Linked DNA regions of Mus musculus: region 2 is linked to region 1. A link is a contact called in public promoter capture Hi-C data. All regions are on one chromosome and are shown on one strand. The core of a region is the stretch at or near the end of the contact, and the rest is flanking DNA. Distances in the headings are between cores, read along the strand shown. Region 1 holds the start of Arhgef10 (Rho guanine nucleotide exchange factor (GEF) 10). Region 2 holds the start of BB014433 (expressed sequence BB014433).

Region 1 (7,319 bases), core at 3,949-6,448:
TGTGAGTTATCGCCTGCGCTCAAGTGGAGGTTCAGCCGCACAGCTGCAAAGGCTTCACCGTGCTCCTGTAAGTAACCCCAGGGGACAGTGCTTCGCCCAGGTAGGTGGATTCAGTAAGATTGTCTGCCTGTGGTGGATCCTGTCTCAAGTCAGACAGAGGCTGGTAGTGAGCGGCGGCTGTTAGGGTTAAGAGGACTAAAGATAGCGTGAGATAATTTTGGCTGTCGGCCTATGGCATTTTAATTCTCCACAATCATGAAGTTCTAGCCTCTCAATCTGTCTGCTGGATCTGGAACACAGATGCCACTCAGAAGGGCGTCCTCTATCAGCAGAAGGTGCGTGTGTGATAGAGCGGGAGCTGGCTGCCTCACTATGGGCTGTGCAGAACTCATGGCAATGGGGCAGGAAAATATCTCACATCTGTGAGTGCCTCTAACCATGGCTGCCTGGGCTGCTTGTTATCTCTGCCAGCTCTGTTGGTACCAGGGCACACAGGACTCCGCTGGTTCTGGCGGGGATGCTATGGAGTGTCTTGCTTGCTTTCATTTCCATGACTCTCCCTTCCAGCTGCCCAGTCCTTGTTCTGTGTTGCCAGAGGCTGGCTGAATAGACAGAGGGTGCTGGTGGGAGGGGGGGTGGCACCCTGAGGGCCAAGAGGATGGAGGTTTATTGTGACGCACCACACCCTCAGAGCCCCAGCCACTCACTGGACCACACAGCCAGGAAGGGGGAAGCATTTAGTTAAAGTGACACACCCCCAGAGGGTGCACTTTGGTTCCGCCAAGGACTCACTTTCTCCTCTTGGACCTCTTTGCTCTTCATGTCCCCGTCTAGCTTGAGTGAGCGGAGCAAGAAAATGGGCAGTTGTTATAGAAGCCCCGAAAAACAAAAGGTCACTGTTCCCACAGGAACAACGCGTCCTTCTCCCACGGCATTGTGCAGATCCACTGAAAGAGCCCCAGTGACAGCCAGCCTTATCTACACGGGTCCTGTAGTCGTCTCTTTCATATTTTCCCTTTGGCCTCCCGTCTATCACAAGGAGCCTGGGTTGGGGCAGGGATAGAAATAGATCTCTAGGCCCAGAAATCACAAGGGCGTGGCCTGCCAAGCTGCAGTCTGTGCCTGGAACCTGGAGAAGATCTAATTCCTTACCTTATCCAGTTAGAGCTCAGGCTAGTGACACACACAGACCCTGGGTATATGAAAGGAGGGAGGCATAGAGCTCATAGCTCTGTGGAAGGCAGGACTGGGGACACTTCCGCTGTGTGGCTTATCCCCAAACTCCCCTTAGGAGAAAGTATGAGGAGCGTGTTAAATTTGGGCAAGCTGAATGTGTCTGCACTGTCCATTTTCCATGGTTCAGAGCTACATTCCTTTCAACATCCATCCACTGTTGTCTCCACTGACATGTTCACCAGCCTGTTCCGAGGGGAAAATGCTAAGTAGCTGGGACAGCGGTAACATCTGTGAGTTAGATGGACAGAGAGGAGGTACTGTGGTTGTCAGAAAGTTTATCTGATAAGTGACAGCTAGGGACACTGGGTCCTGCAGGTCAGGGATTCTTGGCCTTGTTGTAGAAGCTAGGAGATATCCATGTCATGAACTGGTTGTTATTGTCCTGCCAGACATTACCTACTGGGAGAAGTGCCAATTGTTATCTGGCCCCAGAAAATGATTTCATTTTTAACTCTAGCACATCAGCTTCATTTCCTGTGGATAGAAACAGCCATGGGATTCACGTGTCAGCTCCAGCGTTAGCTGAGAGGGTGGCTCACCATAAGATTCAGACAAAAAAAAAAAAAAAACACCAAAAAAACCCGACATGGCTCCAGGTGGTTCCCCTCACTGTCTTCGTGGCTTTGCAGGAGAAGACAGACTACACACAATTGCGCCCGGAATCCCAGTGAGTTTAGAAGTCTGCAGCCACAACTCAGAAGTCTCCGTCACTATCAGGAGGGCAAACACTGCTTCCCACCTGAACCCATATTTCACCCCCCCCCCCCGGGTAATCACACCCCTATGCTATTCCAAAGACCACCTGCCCACTTCAAAACACGATCCTCCTTAGTACAAACCCTCCTCAAGCTAGCTCCCTAGGCTCGTTCCTACCCCTGTGCAGACGTCCCTGTTGGTCCCGTGCCTCAGGTACCACCATCAAATCCCCGTCCTAATTTCCCTCCATGAAGGATCATGACCTGGGAGGTCTAAGCTGAAATTAACCCTTTCTTCACCAGGTCGCTTTCAGTCACTTATCATAAAAGTAGAGAGCAGACTAGAACATGGGAGAGCTTGGTCCATAAGTAATGTCCAGAACTATAAGTAACTGATTTCTGGTTACTACAGATGGCCTGTTCTTAGACATCATCATCACAGCAACATGAAATGGACAAAGGCACCAATGGGGGGAGGGACATAAAAGTATTTGTATGTATTAGTTTCTTTTCTGATCACTAACTAGAGGGGACTTAAAAGAAGAGGGCTTTTTGGCTCATGGTTTAAAGGGACACAGTCTGCTGTGTTGGGGAAGGCATGGTGATTGGTGGCTCCTCGGTGGGAGTATGTGGTAGCTGCTAATTACATGGTCCTGAGCAATCAATAGAGCAGGGAGGAGGGTTTGAATATATATCCCAAGGCCCACCCTCCTACTAACCCTCTTCCTTCATCTAGACCCCATACTCTATAGATTCACCATCTTCCCACAACAGTACCACTACTGGGGACCAAGTTCTGAAACACATGAACCTGTAGCGGGGGAGGGTGCATCTCACACACAATCCCTAACAGTGTGGTAACAATATCTACCCAAAGTGTGGCTTGTCCTTTCACTTTAACCATGCCCTGAGGTGAGTGGGAATTTTAAGTCTTGATTAAGGCCATTTAGTGGGTTTTTGTTTTGTTTTGAGAGTTTCGTGTGTTTTGTTTCCTTTCAGGAGATCAGTAGGATATTCTCCCACGTTTTCTTCTAGAAACTTTAAAGTTATTTCATTTGATTCCAATACTAAATTTTTAATATGCGTATTTTCTGTAACCCCCATCCTTACACCAGCTGGTTTACTTGGTAACGCTGTTTACATGCTTAGGGCAATGCCGAATGGGTGGAGAGAGTTGACATCTGTAATACACCATTCTCAGCATCTGACACATCAACAAATGGCCATGGGCGTGACCCAACTGACAGCCACAGAACATTACGTCGGCAAATGCAGAGTGTGGGTTTGACTCTGTTATACACGCAGCTCAGTGCTCACAGGTCATCTGCGATGCTCACAGTACCAGGCATGCAGTGTCGTCATGAGGCTTAAAGGTTAAAATCATACAGTGGAATTAAGCTTTACATATGTAAGCACATATATTTATGTATTTATGGGTGCATTTACATACTAATTAAAAGAAAATCCCTCAGTGTTTGATAATGAAGCCTAACTAACTGTTCTTAGTATCCCATGGGTCAAAGAAGACCTAAAACAGAAAGTCTCAGATTCCTGCCTGTGGACTTACAGACGTGGTAATGTGTGATACTATAATAGATTGGTCAGGACTTGAGCCGGTCCAACTCCTTTCTGACTAGCTTCATCCCGAGGCTTCCTAATGTAATCCTTCTCTCGTCTACAGCCTTGGGGGGAGAGAGGATGCTGTGTGCTCTCTACTCCAGCGGAGAACACTGTAGTACAGACCTATTTCCTCTCACAACGCTCCTTAGAAAATGTCCTTCACGACTCTAGTCTGGGAGTTCTTTGGGTACTTTACCCAAAGGTCTTCCACAGAGACAACAGGAATGTCTTGTCATTTCAGACAGGTCTGAGAGTTCAACACAGTCCACTCCTGTAACTTTAGTGAATGCTACTTCCAAACAGCTATGAGGTGTCACCGTACCTAGGCTATAATCTGACCTACCTAGTCATAGTCTGTTTGAGAAATGTCTAGCTACAGAGCATACCAGCTCTATAGACACTTACTGTGGAACAAACCTCTCTCTGAACTCATTCTGTAACTGAGTGGACTTAGAGACTTAAGAACCCCGGGGTTTCCGCAACTTCTATGAACCATGTTGGTGGGAGATGTGACAGTCCAGTATGGGAACATGTTTGCTATGTGCCCTAGCCGTGTACCAGTTAGCACTTTGATGGGTGTTGCTTTCCTTTAATAATTTAATGATTTGCTTCCCTCTACATGCACAAAACAAAGGTTCGTGCTAAGCACATTCAACTGCCCAGAAGGGCTCTTCCAGAATATCCCAGCACTTTTCTATGCAGACACCTGCAGGCCTTTAATATCACCAAGGCCCACATTCTTGGTCTTCACAGCGCCTCCCTTTCCAGGCTCAGCCATGAGCAGAAAGGCTAGCTAAGCTCTCTCCAGCATCGCTTCCTGCATTTAGAGAGCTATGGAAAGCTGGAACTCCGGTTCAGCAAACAAGAGCCTCCCGGTGACAGGCAAGCTGTAATAGCGCCTGGAAAGGTATTGAGCTGAGGTCACGGTTGGTCGGCATTTCTATTTCCTGTACTTGGCGGGACGAGGAGCCCCTGACCCTGACCAGCCAGGACCGCCTAGGCTGGCAGGGTGGCTCTAGGTCGGATGGGTTGTTCTCCTGGCATCCCCTACTTTGTAGGTCTGTAAGGAACAGTGGATGCTGGGTGTGGTATCCGTTCTGTGCCCCACTGCCCGTGGGACCCAAGATGGGAGAGGTGGTCAGGGGGAGAAGGGCCAGAGATGGAGTGAAGTGTTGTTCAGTGCCCCCTTCCCACAGGAGCCCTGACCAGGATCTGCAGAGAGCAAGCAGACTCTGGGGTCACGATGGGTGGAGTGTCTGTCTTGTGTTCCCTGCCAGCGACAGCGCAGCTCCCAGTGTCTAACAGAGGGCGGATGATCGGGAGACACAATCTGGCCCCGCGCCATTTCCCAGTGACCAGGAGTCTGAGGGGAGAAGCGTCCACTCTGGGGCACTACAAGCTGGTGTCCTTTCTGTGCCCCCTCTGTCCCCGGGGGCGCAAGGTAGGCAGCATCCCTCCTACTCACGGCGCGGGGCGTTAGGCTGGGGGCGGGGCGGGGAGGGGAGGGGGGCTGATGGCCACGTGGCCTCGCAGGAATGCGCTGGCGCGAGGGTCGGGCGCGGCCGAGGAACGGGCAGGAACGCTGGCCAATGAGCACGAAGCACGGCCGGTTCCGGCCAATCATGGTGAGGTGGGAGGGGCTTCCCTGGCGGGCGGGGTGGGAGCGCATCGCGGGCGGGGCGCGCGGGGCGCGCGGGGGGCGCGGGACAACTGGCGGACGCAGACGGCGGATGGCGCCCGGTCCCTCGGTGAGTGAGCACGGCGACCCCAAGTCCCGTCCCAGGCCGCTTGCACGGGTTGCTTCTTTGCTTTAAAAGTTGCACTTCTACCCAGGTCCCCGAAGTAGCTAAACCCCACCCTGGGTTTGCGGGACTGCGCACAGTGACAGACGGCAGCGAGTAACCACCCCCCAACACCAGTTCAGCGCTGTCTCTGGCACAGGACGGCAAGGAGCTCCCAACTTCAGTTTCAGTTGCCCCCAAATCTGGCCGGTGTTTCCTTCTCTAGGCCCAGCAACCCCTACCCGACCCCCCGCTTTAGTGAGTGTCTATGGACATGGGGGAAGCAAGAAGCACCCACAAATTTGCAGGTGGCCCCTAGGCACAGACAGAAGCAGCCCCTCAACCTATGCCCTAGGTGTTCTCAGGCATAGATTCAGCGGCATGCAGCCTTCCCTTTCAATGGTTATCCCCAGACACAAGGCAGCAAAAAGTCCCCCAACTTCGATGGGTGTCCCTAGACACAGAGCATTGAGCAGCCGCCCAACTTGAGTGAATCTTCGGCCAAGACAGGAGACAGTCCCCAGCATCACTGTGTCCCATAGCCTGAGGGTAAGGCTCAAGGGTATGTGCAGTAGGGACCTGCAGCCTCTGACCTGGAGATGTGGGGTGAAAGGGTGAAAGGTCGCTGAAATTGCATGAGAGAAGTCATCTTGGGATGTTTGAATTAAGATCCTTAGGATCCCCTTTAGGGTGAAGTTGTTGCTGGGGTAAGGTTTTTTTGCTACCCACCATTGCTCAATAATTAGGGTAGATCCTGATCTGGTGTGCAGTAAATAAAAGCAGGTGGTTGGGCACCCTGGACACTGTGGGACACCATGTTTTGATTTCCCAGAGGGCAATAGACATGCTTGGTGTGAACTCTAACGTAGGATGCATCTCAGTTACAGCCTTTGCTGGAGGAAGAGGTTCTTCTGGACTCAAATGGCAGCAATCTTTCCTTCTTTTCTTTGGCTGGACCACACAGTAAGCTGTGTAGCTGTGTTTAGAATCTGGGCAAGGGACAGCATTTCATTGTCAGGTGACTCTTTCTTGATTCTAGGTCCTCCCTCGCACATACTCAGCAGGTGCTCCTTACTACTGCCGAGCATCTTGCCAGGCAAATGCTCTGTTGCTGAGCTACGCCCACAGCCTTGGTTACTATTAAAAAATCTATTTTGGCACTCGAAGGTCTGAGTTAGAAGGATCTTGAGTCTGGCCAGCCTGGGCTCCAATAATGAGATTTTTTCATATAAACAAGAAGGCAGGACTGGGGTGTGGCATGCAGCAGGCTGGGTTTGATCCCCAGTAAATGCTGAATTAATACATAGGTAAAGGTGTTGTGGCTTGAATGAGGATGCCGCCCCCCTCCACAGGCTCCGATGCCTGAATTCTCGGTTCCTAGTTGGAGTGCTGTTTGGGTAGGTTTAGGAGGTACGGCCCTGAAGGAGGATGTATGATCTTTGACGTTTCAGAGTTGTGCAGTATTCAGATTATGTCCTCTTCGATTCATGCATGTCTGCTGGTGGCTCCAGGTGTATGTTCTCAGTGTTCTACTGTAGCCACTGTGCCCGGTGCCATGCTCCGCCCATCCCTGTATGCTCCGCCCATCCCAGCATGCTCCGCCCACCCCGCAGTAATGCACTTTTATCCCTCAGCAACCAGATGCCCAAATAAACTGCCTTGGTCATGGTGCTTTATCACGGCAATAGAAACATAACTAATAATAAATATTACAAAAATTATATATATATATGTACACATATATGCACATATATGTGTACATATATATAATACCGACTTTTATCTCGTCCTTCAGGACCTGAAACTCCCTTCGTTAAAAACTGGTCTGTACGATGACGCTAACGAACCAAATTGCGCAGCTCTTCCTTCTGATTCCTCTTCAAATACCTATTTTACCAAGAATAACTTTTATTAGAAAAGATTGTTCAAGTTTGTACTTAAGTCTCTCTTTAAATGTTTACCACTCCTTTCTGGCCCCAAGAGCTTT
Region 2 (7,533 bases), core at 651-3,150, 130 kb after region 1:
CTCCTTCCATACCAGATGTGGGACCCCTGTGATGGTTCCCACTCACAACTCCTTCCATACCAGATGTAGGACCCCTGCGATGGTTCCCACTCACAACTCCTTCCATACCCGATGTGGGACCCCTGCGATGGTTCCCACTCACAATTCCTTCCATACCAGATGTGGGACCCCTGCGATGGTTCCCACTCACAACTCCTTCCATACCAGATGTGGGACCCCTGCGATGGTTCCCATTCACAGCTCCCTTCTCTCCCAGTTCCCCGTGTGTGCTTACAGATGAGTTTTCAAATATAAGAATATCTTATGCAAAGGCATCATTTGACATCTATCACATCTACTAAGCATAAAACTGTAAGTTATTGTAACCAAATGGAGTCACTCATCTATTTAATAACTGTTTATTAATAGATATAACAAGGAGGTTATATATAATATATGATATATGAGATAATATAACATATAACATAGAATATATAATATAATTGATATAATATATAACATAGTATAACATATAATATATAATATATCTTTGATACTCGACTGGTGATCAGATCACAGGAAACCTCAAGTGGCAGAGGCAAGCGGTGAAGCAGGCACCATCACAGGCAAGTTCCTATATTAACTCAGCCTTCAGAAGGTTTATGTCACATGCCCAGCATGCTACCTGGCTCCTATGTGCCCTATCTATAAACCAGAGCATGCCCAGAAATACATCTACATCTTTCTTTCTGAATGATAACCTTAAATTGAGCATGCGCAGGAGTTCAACTCAGCATTAACTAAGCACGTTCAGGATGGGGCCCCCTCTCCACTGCATAGGTGTTGTTGGCTTGCCGAACAGCTCCAGGCACTTCCCCAGAGGAAGGCATTGGATGCTTTGGAAATGGTTGCCTGCCCTTCCCTTCCTGCTGCAGGTAATATATCTTTCTACTTCATTTCATGCTGGCATTTGCTTTGACTTTGTATTCACCAAGATGTAGAACCATTGCATTGGCTACAGAACCAGAATTTTGTCCAGAAAACCCTTTCAGGATGTTTATCCCCAAATGGCCCACTCAGCCTTGGGTGGCATTTCCCTTGATAGTCTGTGACCAAGGAAGATGGTTTCAAGATGCTAGACATAATTCATTTTGTTTATAGAAATTATCCCTTGCCCACAATCATGACTTTCTGGGGTATACCTGTTCCCACAATAGCCCATTCAGCTCTCAATATCAATGTCCTGAAGACTGTCTGTCTGTCTGAATGTCTCTGATTATTATTTAGGTCAAGAGCATCAAGTATGTTATCCTTGCCACTGGTGTATCTGTGCACCCTTTCCTTACGAGGACTCTGTCTGCAAACAGCAACCCATCCTGTCCTACACAGTACAGGGCCTAGGTGCATAAGAATACAGGAAAAGCCAAGGGAGTTGTTCACACCTTGGTCCAGTGAAGAGACATGTCTGTGGGTATCCTGGAGGCTAAACTTGGTAGACTTGGGTTTCCAGGAGCTGCAGGTGAGGGTGCTGCTGGTTCTGTGTGGGTCAGTTTCCACATCTGCAGTAATGGGAAGTTCTTTACCATCTTTAGAATCACTTTGTCTTTCTGGGTTTATACGAGACCCATGGCAGAGAGATGAGTAGATTTTACGAGCATGTCACATGAGCGGTGACATGATAAAAATGTATTCGTATTTAAGTAGCGCTAACAGGTATGGGTCAACTACTTCAGCACAGAATTCTGCTTCTGGGAAAGTCTAGAGACAGTGGGTTTCTTTGGTTGTTTCTTACCAGCAGGCTTGAGCTCACCCTCAATTTGTAGTTCATGGTGTTCTTAGCATGGCTCCGCAGAGGGCTGTGCCAACAGATCTTGGCTCCGTAGAGGGGTGCGTCAACAGGGCACGGGAATGTTGGGTTCAACAAAGAAGTCATCGCCCAGAACCTTCCTTCTATTAGAACCTGGAATTTATGTTTGTTCCCAGGGTCAGCACTGCATTCTTTCCCCATGGTTTCCAAGGCTTCGGAAGCCTTTGTTCCCACGTCTAGGTTCACGTAGAGCAAGGCTGTTCCATCTCGAAAGCCCCGTTGGCTTCTCACTGTCTCTCAGTGTCCTTGGGTGGACCTCCACAGCTCACGTGACTCCACACCCCACAGCTTCCTGACTCTGAAGTCCTGTCATGGGACAAACTCACATCAGATGCAGGGTGCTGAATGGGTTTTAAAGTGTGTATGGAGTCCTCCCTCTCCCGCAGATATCAGAGTGGTCATAGTACAAGTCTGGGCTCTTATCATCATAAAGGATACTTTATATGACAGGGCTAGGGACATCTCAGATTGAAGCGACTTTGGGACCCATTTGGGAGTGACAATCCAGGCCTGGGTGTTTGTAGATCATCTCTTACTGTAACAGGCCCCCAGAGCTTAGTACATCCTAAGACCTTAGGACATCTGATGTCATGTTAGAGACATTATCGTGACCTTAAAACTGGGTATGTAGGCCCCAATGCCTGCCAGAATGGGTACTAAGACCAAATCCACCAAAAACCTATGCCAGCCCATAGTACAGGACCTGGGAAAGTTCCTAAATATACCAACCTTGCTTTTTGGCATCTGTTGTTGTCTTCTTGCTAACCAAAGCTTGACAACCAGGATGTAATTTTTGTGCACGCTGACAAAGAACTGTAGGGCTCAGGGCTCCACGGTTTAGGTCTACTGGCCAGTGAAGAATTTCTATTGGCTTGAAGGGACCCTGTGTTCTTTGGAGGAGTTACCTCCTAATACTTAGCCTACACTCCCTATACCACCCTACATTCTTTGTGCCAGAAGAAAACAAGCTACTCATAATTAAAACCTCCTCTGCAGCTGGGATTAGCAAGTAGACAAACTAGGCAGCTCTCAACAGGAAAAATAAAAGGTTTCTAAGGTTTTTCTTGGTCTTGTTTGTACAGTCCTCTAAAAATCATAGAAACAGTGCTGCCTATCATGCCCCAGGATGTGTCAGACACAATTACTGTGACTTGCCAGCCCCGGGGTCAGGAGTAATGGAACTTTATTCCACATTAAAAAGGATTATGGGTAACAACACTCAAGTTCCAGACTTTTCTTTTTTTCTTTCTTTTGCACACTATTGTTGAGCTCTTCTTGAAAAGAGCTCACAGCCAGGAGAGTGCCCAGGGAAGAAAAGATTTCTGGTGGCTGGTGTGCCCTCTTGTGAACAAAGGTGATACTGCAGTAGTGGCCATTAAGAGGGAAGAGGGAGAGAAGGGCTCTTTGGGCTGTGCTAGGATCATTCATGATTTTTTGAAAATAATTTGCTCAATTGCTCGAAGTTAGTGAGTATGTCAGATCCTTGCTGGTGAGTGAAAACACTTGACAAAGCCCTAAGGGAGGGAGGGCTTGCTTGGGAGGATACACAGCTACAATTCGAGAGGATACATAGTTCTTAGTGGAGGGGAGGTTTGCATCAGCAGTAAGAAAACAGAGGGAGATGGCCGCTGTTGACCAGCCTGCTTTCTCCTCTTTATGCAGTCTGGAACCCCAGTCCATGGAATAGCACTCCCATATTTGTAGTGGGACACCCTACCTCAACTGAACCTTCCTGAAACACACACACAGAGACCTATCCAGAGGCATGCTTCTTAGTTGGCTCTCTACCAATCAATCTGACACGGTGAGCCACGGGTGTAAGGTTAGACACACATTCTTGGGTGTTTCTGCTGTGTAGGTCAACTGGTTGTGGTCAGGGTGGCAGATGTCTGGATCTCTGGGCATGCACTGGTTATTAACAGTCGATCTTTTTAGTCTCAGAGCGGCTCTGTTGTAGATGACCAACCCCCTAATTATGACTGATTCGGGGGCATGCGGGAGAGGAAGACCTGAGAAATCACTCATCTTTCCACTTCATACTCACCCGTTCTTTGGTGAGAAAGTTGTACCTGCATGTCATCCAGGGTCACCGATCTGGGAGGTGAGTGTCTGGCCACAATGCATCATGGGATGTCAACCCCATCCCTAACACACATACACTTTCTTGGCAGTATTGTTGTCTGTCTGTCTCACTTCCCCGTAGCCGGTGGGCTCCAGGTGTAGCAACAAATCAGCAGGCATTCATACAGGAGCTGCAGGGTCCCTGCACATCAATAACAGTTGCTCTGCACTAAGATAGGGAACAGGACTCCTTGAGCCCATATCTGAGAATGAGCCTGTCCCAGAGAAAGAACCCCTCAGGTATTAACTGGCTTCATTAGATGCCGAGTTAAGGGGGTGGCATATATTAATCTTCAGAGTGGCTTAACCCTAAGACAGGAATCTCCCGTCACGCTGACTTTCCTATTGGCTGGGAAGCCATGGTTCTTAGTTGTGACCAGAGAATATGGAGCAGTTGAGGCTGCGAAGGATCTGAGCTTCAGGCTTCTGTGCACCAGCAGCACCTTCCCAGGAAGCCAAGGGAAGCAGGCAAGGGCATTCTGGCTTTGTGAACCCGGAGTTTAGTGTTAGGCGGGGACTTCGAAGTGATTACAGCTGGTTATTTAGTTGTTCTTTAGAGATGTGGCCCATGGGGTTCAGGCTGGTCTTGAACTCTGTATGAACCTGAGGATGGTCTTGAACTCTTGATCCTCTTGCCTCCATTTTACAAGGGCTGAGAGGATGGCCCTGCCCCACCACTCCAGGCTCCAGATGCTCTTTATGTGGCTATTGGTGATTTACAATGTTTAAAAGACTGTCAACTTCCTATCCCTGTTGTTAACTGTATCTTGTCGAAGCTATATGGGCCCCTGAAAGATGCTCAGTCCACTGGGCTTACATGTGTGTACTGCTCACACTGGCTCAGACTGGCTCACACAGGCTCACACTGGCTCACACTGGCTCAGACTGGCTCACACAGGCTCACACTGGCTCACACTTGCTCAGACTGGCTCACACTGGCTCACACTGGCTCAGACTTGCTCATTCACCTTAGCCTCCTGAGCTAGAGTTCTGTCCCAACTCCACACTTGACCATGGCCTGGCTTTGTGCACCTCTTCCCTCTCTCCCAGGAGGCTCCATCACAAAGGTCTAGAAAACAGAAGTAATAGATTATCATTTAGATCCTTGCTCTGCATTAACAGCATTCCCTGGCTTTTTTACAAACCTCTCTGGACCATGGTGTCCACTCTCGCAGGTGAGGTGAAGGTAAGGGGCTACCCTTGGATCTCTGTAGTATGAGTTCTGCTCACTGCTGTGGTTCAGCTTGGGTTGGTCCTCAGCCTATCAGCTCTCTTTTAGCCCAGTGGGCACACTGTTTGCGTCCAGCCTGGCCAGGATAGGCAGGGCCAGCAGAATGGACTCTTGTGCCTAATGCCACTTTTACTTTATTGCAGCCACTGTTCTTGTAAACACGTGGCATGGCACATTGCTGCTAATCTTTGAGCCTCTGAGCATTTTCAGAATGGAATCCTTGTTGGCACAGCTTGTCCGAGCCTTTGCTACTGTTTCCTGGAGCCTGTCGTGGGCCAGGCAGCTGGCCACACAGTCCTGTGCAGCAAGCTTAGGCTCAGAGCATGACCATTCAGGACTGAGCCCTGAGCCTCTTGGGGATTAACCTAGGAGTGTCTAATCTGATTCCCACGGTGCCAATGAGGAAATCAAGGCCCAGGGCAGCTGAAGGGATTCTCAATAGGCATACAGCTCCAAGAATAGATCAGCAAACAGAACCAGCCCGAGCCTGTGCTCTTAATTCCAGCTTGGGGCTCTCCATCTAAACCTAGCTCCCTTCTGCCTTAGCATGTCTCACTGAATCCATTTTAGGAATGGACCCCCTGTGGGGCTAGGTATGGCTCAGTCAATAATGTACTCGCCACATAAGCATGAGGTCCCCCAGTTTGGCTCCTAGCACCTACATACAAGTCGGATGCTGTGGCACACTTCTGTGAGCCTAGTGTTAGGGCACGGAGACAGGCAGATCCCTGGAGTTCATTGGTTAGCCTGTGTGGCTGAATAAATGGACTCCAGGTTCAGTGAGAGACCCTGACTCAAAACACACACACACATATACACACACACACAACCCTACAAGGCGAAGAATGATTGACAAAGGTACTGAGGACCCCACCCCCATTTTCCAAGTGCACACAAACACACATGCACGCACACTTGCATGTAATAGCATGAGCATGTACATATGCCCTTGTCTGCAAGAAATAAATGCGAACGCCAGAGCCAGATGTTTCTAAAGGCTGTTGCCTGCCCATAGAACCCACACAGTAAAAGCCAAGCCTTTACATTTAATAGAAGATATACCTATTGACCCTGTACAGTGTGCCTGACATTGATGGATCTGTCAGAGCATGTCTGGCATGCGGGGTGTATATGCCAGGGTGATCTCCAGGCAATCCTGGCCACCTGGTGTAGACAGGTCGTCAGAGTGTGTGCTATCCTGGTGCTGAATTGCGGCTACTCTCCCATGTTAAAACGCTGCTGGGATATTTTGCTGCATCTCTGAGAGCTAGCTTGATGTATGAGTGTAAAGGTGTCCAGACAACTACACACACACTAAGCCGCCTGTGTTCCTCTCCATCACGCACTAGGCCTCATGTCCACTGTGGCTTCCTGTCTGCTAAGAACACTCTCCCCCTTGGCCTGCTGAAGACAGACCTTTGGAATCCTAGGGAAAGCTTTCTGCTGCTGCTTTGAGTACCGGGCTTCCTGCCGCTGTGGCCCGGGCACGTAGCTTGGGTTGAATACGCTGGAGCTGGTGCCAGAGGATTGCACACATGATACAAGGTACGCTGCTGAGATCCGTTGATGGGTTTCCTAGGATATGTTTTGATCTACAAAATATGGAAAACCTTTGGGCTCCGTGACAGAGACACTGAGTAATGCTGAACACCAAGTGCACAGGCGGGGAGAGTGACCTCAGGCTGTAGAAACCAAGCTTGTCTTAAAATGAAGACCGACCTACTAGGAAAAGCTGGGTGTGGTCTGAGCCATACCTCATCATTGTGCAAGAACCTGGGCCTTCCCATCCCACTTCCAGTGGGGGTAGAGCACATTTCTGGGTGTGCTGAAGGTAGCCTGTGTAGTTAGGAAAACCCTCACCCAAGATCTGAGGCATCACATGTCACACTGAAGCATTTGCCTTACTAGTTCCTGATAATAGTGGAGATAAGAATAAGAGAGCTGCCGGGCGTGGTGGCACACGCCTTTAATCCCAGCACTCGGGAGGCAGAGGCAGGTGGATTTCTGCGTTCAAGGACAGCCTGGTCTACAAATGAGTTCCAGGACAGCCAGGGCAACACAGAGAAACCCTGTCTCAAAAAATGAGAGAGAGAGAGAGAGAGAGAGAGAGAGAGAGAGAGAGAGAGAGAGAGAGAGAGAGAGAGAGAGAGAGACTGTATATCTGTACCAAAGCAAGTGTGTCTAGACCCTCATTTATTTTCTGTGGACTGTGCTTGACTGACTAGGAGAAAGGGGTCACATCCCACCAATGGCCACAGGGAAACACATGACATCCCATGGGGACTAAAGGCACTGATTCCCCTTCTCTCCCCAAGTCCTCGTGGGTAGTACAGAG

Evidence for each region. Promoter capture Hi-C pulls out the DNA fragments that hold promoters and counts their contacts.
Region 2: a contact with region 1 is called in a promoter capture Hi-C map of neural stem cells. The contact joins the promoter of BB014433 here to the promoter of Arhgef10 in region 1. A contact is called at or near these places in 6 of 39 promoter capture datasets (3T3-L1-derived adipocytes, cranial neural crest, embryonic stem cells and 3 more), 1 of 15 datasets of contacts at CTCF or cohesin (large pre-B cells), 3 of 484 Hi-C or Micro-C datasets (cerebral cortex, double positive thymocytes and embryonic stem cells), 11 of 115 datasets of contacts at active chromatin or transcription factors (the NIH/3T3 cell line, double positive thymocytes, embryonic forebrain and 4 more) and 4 of 9 other capture datasets (adipose tissue, embryonic stem cells, liver and 1 more).

Annotation. Positions count from the first base shown.
Region 1 is chr8:14,906,465-14,913,783 of GRCm38.p6, forward strand. It overlaps Arhgef10 (Rho guanine nucleotide exchange factor (GEF) 10), which reads left to right and starts at 5,199. Exons shown (of 29, transcript NM_172751.3): 1 at 5,199-5,299.
Region 2 is chr8:15,044,178-15,051,710 of GRCm38.p6, forward strand. BB014433 (expressed sequence BB014433) reads right to left here and starts at 1,901. Exons shown (of 2, transcript NR_037972.1): 1 at 1,790-1,901.